Linked DNA regions of Danio rerio: region 2 is linked to region 1. The links are chromatin contacts, called in public HiChIP or PLAC-seq maps. All regions are on one chromosome and are shown on one strand. Each heading gives the region's core, a stretch centred on a gene start, on an enhancer-like site or on the middle of the called end of the contact. The rest is flanking DNA. Distances are from core to core; before and after follow the strand shown.

The links. HiChIP or PLAC-seq counts read pairs in DNA pulled down with a chosen protein or histone mark.
Region 2: a contact with region 1 is called in an H3K4me3 HiChIP or PLAC-seq map of gastrula embryo, with 2.5 times the contacts expected there. The contact joins the promoter of rapgefl1 here to the promoter of ppp1r9ba in region 1. A contact is called at or near these places in 1 of 18 Hi-C or Micro-C datasets (embryo) and 2 of 4 datasets of contacts at active chromatin or transcription factors (embryo and gastrula embryo).

The regions. Positions count from the first base shown.
Region 1 is chr3:21,986,428-21,989,690 of GRCz12tu, forward strand. ppp1r9ba (protein phosphatase 1, regulatory subunit 9Ba) reads left to right here and starts at 1,408. Exons shown (of 12, transcript XR_012400947.1): 1 at 1,408-1,534.
Region 2 is chr3:22,153,359-22,156,779 of GRCz12tu, forward strand. rapgefl1 (Rap guanine nucleotide exchange factor (GEF)-like 1) reads right to left here and starts at 1,857. Exons shown (of 17, transcript XR_012400951.1): 1 at 1,611-1,857; 2 at 798-1,515. LOC141381189 (a long non-coding RNA gene) reads left to right here and starts at 885. Exons shown (of 3, transcript XR_012400955.1): 1 at 885-1,585.

The DNA.
Region 1 (3,263 bases), core at 158-2,657:
CTATTTTTTTTCTGGGTTTTCCCCTTGATTGGATAGGAAAGTAAAGAGAATTGACAGGAAAGCATGGGGAGCAGAGAGAGGGGAAGGATCGGCATAGGACCACGAGGCTGAATCGAACTCGGGTCGCCGTGAGCACCGGAGTGCCGACGCACTAACCACTACACCACTGTCGCTGACGTATATACAGTATGCAACTTATTAAACAACACATATTTATGCGTTCCTACTACATTCAGTTAGTAGTGACTAGAGCATAGCACAAACCGCGTTGGCCCATTCGCAAATGGAAGTGAAGGAAAGTTGTATCAAAATCAGACTCGACAAATCTGACTCCCTTTTGTGTACACGTGCATCACGCAGCGCCTGCAGTTAAACTCACAAGTTTATGACACTTTTATTGATCTTTTTTTTCGTAATTGACAGCAAGCTTGTTTAGAACAAACATAGATGTATTGTCTGATTAACAAGCAGCACCTAATTTTGTTAAAAGGAATTTAAAACGCCATGGGATGGATTAATACCACATTTCGAAAGTAAAACATACTCTATAAGGTAGTGTAATCTACACAAAAAGTCCAGTGTGTGGGTGAGAGGGGGCAGTGTTTCTATGTGATCTTGTTATGTTGTGGTTTTGTGACTGCTGGTGTTGGTTGCAGTATGGTTAAACAAATTATAACAGTTAAAGTAACTACTCTGATTTTAAATAAATTAAAATAAAATATTAATCTAATATTTTGGGCGTTTTTTGTGCATTTGGGCGGGTTTTGGACAGCTTTTGGGCTTTAAAAAGCTACCACTGAGGATAGGTTCTGGACGGGTGCACTTAACAACTCTGGCTCCTCACGACCTCTACTGGTTCATACAAGTTACAATTTTAAAATTACAACTAAAGTGCTTAACTGAAAAATTAAACTAGAATATGTACGTATTTAATCAAGTATGTATAAATATTTAAACTCCTAATTTTAATGGGTAACTATATTGAGACTACACGTATCAGCACATAAAATGGCATCAGGTTAATGGGGTATATGCACAGCTAGTGTTTTTACCAATAATAATCTTTCGGTGTAAGCTATATTCAAACCCATAAGGTTCCTTTTAAAACATTGATGTTGTAATGTACTTACAATACATCCAGTTAATAGACGTAAGAATTAATTTAGTTCCAGTGTAAAATTAGATAAAAGACCGCTATCACTGCCAGGATCAGCAGGCGAGAGCAGAAACTCCTTTGAAAATACTAGGGTAAAATAAACATGTTTTAAAGACATGGCAGGGCGGAATGGAATTGAATGCAATGCTTGTCTGGTCTAAAACCACTTTTTATAGTATATCTATCAGGCAGTGGAGAAATCAGACCTTAAACGTGTCAATTTCATAATGGAAAGACTGTTCACCGGAAGCGCTGAGACTGGCTGGCTGAAATTAAAAGTCCGTGTGCATACCTGTAGCTTTTAGTGACATCTGGTTCATTTCTGAATCAAACTGAATCATCTTCAGTTCAAACTGAATACTACGTCCTGCTGTCTGGGTACCCGGGTTTGTTGTTTTATTTATCAAATAGAGAATTGGCTTCTTTAGGACGAGACAATAAACCGCGTTTAGAATGAAAACTTTGAATGCAAAGGCTGGGAGGAGTGGCTGAGGTAACGTTACCGTTTTAAGGTGGAGCTCAGCAAACAATCGTTCGGATGTTTGTGCTGGGCAAAATATGGGGAGAAAACAGAAACAAAACAAGATACTACTGAAGGAAATCTGGCGACCAGACTAACAATGTTGAGAATTACCAGACATATTTTGATGTAAATCTGAAGAAGTTTATTATTTAATACCCAGAAACCACTACATACTGAGAGGCAACTAGGTGTCCTACCAAATATTTACTCTAAAGGTAAGGTCACACCTTAATCAGATGTCACCTTAATCAATTAGTCAGTTAAATGTCATTTGAAGGTACAGTATCAACAGATATTAAGCAGACAGTCTAACTTACTGATACTCAGTGGATCATCAAAATAAAGAGTTACCAAAGGTAAAGCTGTCACTGGGGCATTACACATTTGTACCTAAAAGAACAAAAATGATACCCTAAATGTACAAAAGTATTTCTCTTGACATTTTAGATACTTTATTGGTCTTTGAGGTATATGATACAAACGTCTAGCTTTTTTTCCTAGTAACATCTGTTGTATTTTTTTGTTTGTTTGTTTCAGATGGAATTGATACACTGAAAGTTAATCAGATTGTTTAGATTTCTAAAAATAAAAAAAGTTAGTCCCTTTAAAATGTATCAATTACAGCTGCCCAAAACAATTATTCAGTATTTTGGTGTTTGGCTATTTTATTCATTCAGATTTCTGCATGTGCAGATTCCGTGTGGGCCTAGTTATCAGTCACCTTTAATGAAATATTGGCCTAACTGTCTTTTTTTTGTAGTTTGTATTGTTTTGCCTGTCTTTTTTTTTACTATTGCACCATAGTGTCTGGAATAAAGAGAATATTATTACATTTCTTGAATTGTTAGAAAGTTTATTTTGATCGATAAATACAGCTGGCCATAATAATAATTTTATATTTTAAGGAGATACGTATGATAGAAGACTTGTTTGAGTTATGTAATGTTTAATGCTTTATATTTTCAAAGCTTTCGGAAACTACTGGCGGAATTCTTAAGGAAGATGATGGATAACCGAGCATTACATAAAAGTTAACATGATGGCAGCTAGGGCTCACAATATTGGAAAAATATGTAATTGTGATATTACATTTTTCTGCGATAATATTGCGATATGAATACAGTTTTACATGGTGGTTTAAATAGCTCTATTTAATGTTTTTTGAGTGAGTCTAACAGTATTTATGAACAAAAAATTATGCAAAGCGCAAAAAAATGCCCAAATGTTTTAAACCCTCTTGAAATGCACAGTCACAGGCCTTAAAAACATGTGCAAATGATAAATTCTCAATCTATTATGGTTAAACTTCAGTCAACTATGATTAAGACTCAATATTGCATATCCTGCGATCATGTAACTATTGCTAATGCGCACATTGCGATATCAATGCTGAAACGATATAGTGTGCAGCCCTAATAGCAGCATTCACACTTATTCATAAGAACCTTATAAACACAGCAGATGCACCAGACGTTGTTTTAATCAAAGCAAACCTTCCAAGATAAAATCTCCTTGATGATCATAGAAACGTACATTTTCTGTCCCTGGAATAAAAACATAAAAGCATTTCATCCCAAAAATGTC
Region 2 (3,421 bases), core at 607-3,106, 170 kb after region 1:
ATAGATTTTTTAAAGAAATGTCCAAAGTAATTTTTTACATGAAAATGCAGTTTCAAGTTGATATAATTTTGGATTGTGGCATAACATAAAAAAGCAAGATAAAATAACCAGCAAATTAATAAATATCATGTGCAATTTATGGAGAAGCTCATTACAGTGATTAACATGATTATGATATTTAATCTGCAACTTATTTTTGTAAAACATAATTGATCTACACTATAATTGCTTATGTCACTTAAAATGTAAATACATATGCACAAACACTAAGAATATATTTGCATTAAAGTCGAAATATAATAAAATGTATGCTTTTAAGAAAATGTGTCACTGGGGTAGGTTGACACTAATACTTTTTTAAATATTAGTCATTGCTTGAAATATTTCTCATCTGGATCCACTTTAATCCAGTTTTAATTAGTTTATATTAATATAAACATGATTATTATTACTATAACGAATACACAATATTACTTTATAAGCTAAATTATAAACTTTCCTGAGACCCTAGAACTTTTCCTTCTCCCTAGTTAACCGTAATGGCAAAAAAATCACCATGAGAATATCGATATTTGTGAAAGTGAATTTGAAGTGCAAAATAACAGAGTAGCCTAGTATGGAAATGTGATAGCATCACACAATACAACACAGCAATGCGCCATACAGTCACCATAGTAACACATAGAAATAATGTTACGATACTGTAAACAACCTGAAGCAAATGTAACAACCTGAATCAAGCGTGAGGGCTTTGAAAATATTTATGACAGGACAGAGCTAAGAGGGACTCGTCTCACCTGTGCAGTTGGCGTACCGCTTTCCCGCCACGCTGTCCAGCAGCGCCAGCGCTAGGTTCTCTGGAGTGTCCGCGGGCAGAGGGGTCCAGTTCGTGTCCAGACTCGCCTCCGAGCTCTGCTCATCGCTGGACAGCGACGGGCTCCTGATGTCCGCAGTTGCGGAGGGCCAGCACGGCGCTTCTTCGGTCTCCGGACTGAACACCTCCCTCGCCGGGCCGCTCTCGGGAGACGTCTCCCTGAAGAATGGCACCACACGGGACAGGCTGGCCCGCCGTCTGGATGCCCCGGTGCCGGTAGCCTTCTCCCCAAAACCACCCGCCCGAGTGAGTGCATTGGTCTGCTTCTTCAAGAATTTTTCAAGAGGCTTCATTCCAGCCGGCATTTTGATGACAGAAATCAGAAGAAGGCCCTGGGTTGATCCTAATTAATACTCAATAAGGAACACTGATGATGAGCGTATTGCCGTGAGCGTCTACATCATAGCCGGATAATGCTGAAACTCGGATCGAGAAAATACCTGAAGAGACTCTGTTCTCCGCCGTGTTGAGGTGTCAAGAATAAAACACGGCCATTTTCAACGGTCCTCGTACACAAGTGATGCTGATGGAGTCCTTACTACGCTAAGAAAAAAAATCCAAACGTATCCCTGGGAAACCCGTCCTCCACTGCAGTCCTTCAGCTCGAGGAGCAGCAGCCTATGTGTGGACGATCATCGCCACTGTCAAATAAAGCCGAGATCGATGAATCAATCAGACGAACAATCAGAATAAAGATGAAAATAGCAGCAGGTATGTCTTAATAATGAATATGTACATGTAAGATCAGTCTCTGTCAAGATGCTGGAGCGTATAAATGAATCGTGGGTCCACCGCAGCAGGTCTGAAGGAGACGCGGGCTTCTGTCGCAGAGACGCGCGGCTGGATGGACGGTGATGATGAGATGAGGACTCCGTGTCTTCAGATCTGTTGGATCCCCGTTTATTTTTCTGTCACGGTTCCAAGTGTCTCTCTCTCTCTTTCTGCGCCTCGAGTCCGCACAAACACTGCACTCAGTCGTTCTCGCATACAGTACAGGCTACACACACACACCCTCTCTCTCCCTCTCTTTCTCTCTCTCTCCACCCGCCTCCTCTGCAGCTGAGTGCGTGTGTTATTGGTGGTGTCAAGAGATATTGCTCAATTGCTTTGAATCGCAGCAATTGCAGTCACAAGCTCACATAAACATGTGCGCCTAGGACTGGCCATTTGGATATGCATTTTCTATAGATCGACGTCAGTATGTGACACGTACTTTAATTCTGATAAAGCTATTGCAAACATACACTGTAAAAAATATCTGTTAATTAACACTCTACAACAATCTAGTTTTAAAAAATGACTTTTATTGACATGTTGGAGAGATTTGTTTGTGTTTACGATTTATATAATATATAGAGAACTAAGTCTGTAAAATAACAGAATGTATACTGGTAATTACAAGGTTTTTGTACTGTAATTTACATCACAAACCCTCACAATATATCACTTAAAACTATTTAAAATGTCGATAAAAAGCTTTTGGAGGATAGATCAAGATCCTATAATGCAATTTAAAAGAAAAGCTAAATTTTATATTATTAAACAAAGAAAAAAAAAACATGAATAACAAAATACGGAAAATATTTTGTACCAGCTACCAGTTTTTAATTTGGGGTCAGGACCAGAGTTTAGTGCTGAAGGGACAATGAAAATGTTCAGAGAAAACTCAAAATGCAATTTGAATTAATAAATAATTTAGCTAAGAAATTAGATTTAAATGTACAATTCATTAAGTTAAATAATCTCATTTTAATATCTACTTGAATTGCATTGTTTGTAGTTTTATTTTTAATTCACAAAAAAGATTACGTACAATTTGAATGAGTAAATTAACAAATATTTACAAATTGTTAAAAAAAATATTGCAAACAGAAAAAAATCTGTATAAATTATATATTAGCATAGATAAAAGTGTATTTGATTAAAATTGATTAATGGTGATTATTATTTCCTAATGTGTATAAAAAATGTAAATAATAAAATTAATAATAACAATAATTAACGAAATAATAATAAAAAATAAAGAAAAAATATATGAAAACTTACTTAAAATGTAAATTATTTTTAAGAGTGCATGGTACATAACTGTAAAATATGTCAATGTATGATGCAATTGCATTAGAAATAGTGGAATTAATCTGTAAAACATTAATTATGAGTAGACCACAATTAAAATAAACAGGTAAATAAAAATAAAAGCAATAATAGCTGTATTTAAAACAATGATAACAGCCTAGCAAAATTCATTAAGGAAGAACCTGAGACTAAGGATCTGTGCTATATCAGTTACACTTGGCCCGTGTGGTGTTCTCCATAGGCTGTGCAATTGACCAGCTGTATGGTTTCAAATTGCCCAGCTGGAAAGCACAAAGAAGAGTTATTTCCTCCACAGTCACTTTATGAAAACACACACAGACTGCATTTAGGTGTGTGTAATCAAAGGCTTTTTTTTAAGGAGACATACGCCAACACCATCAGCCCTCAGGCCTGGTCAAGGTACGAGTGTCTTATAACTGCCAGCCAAAAGAGTATGCAACTTCATTATCA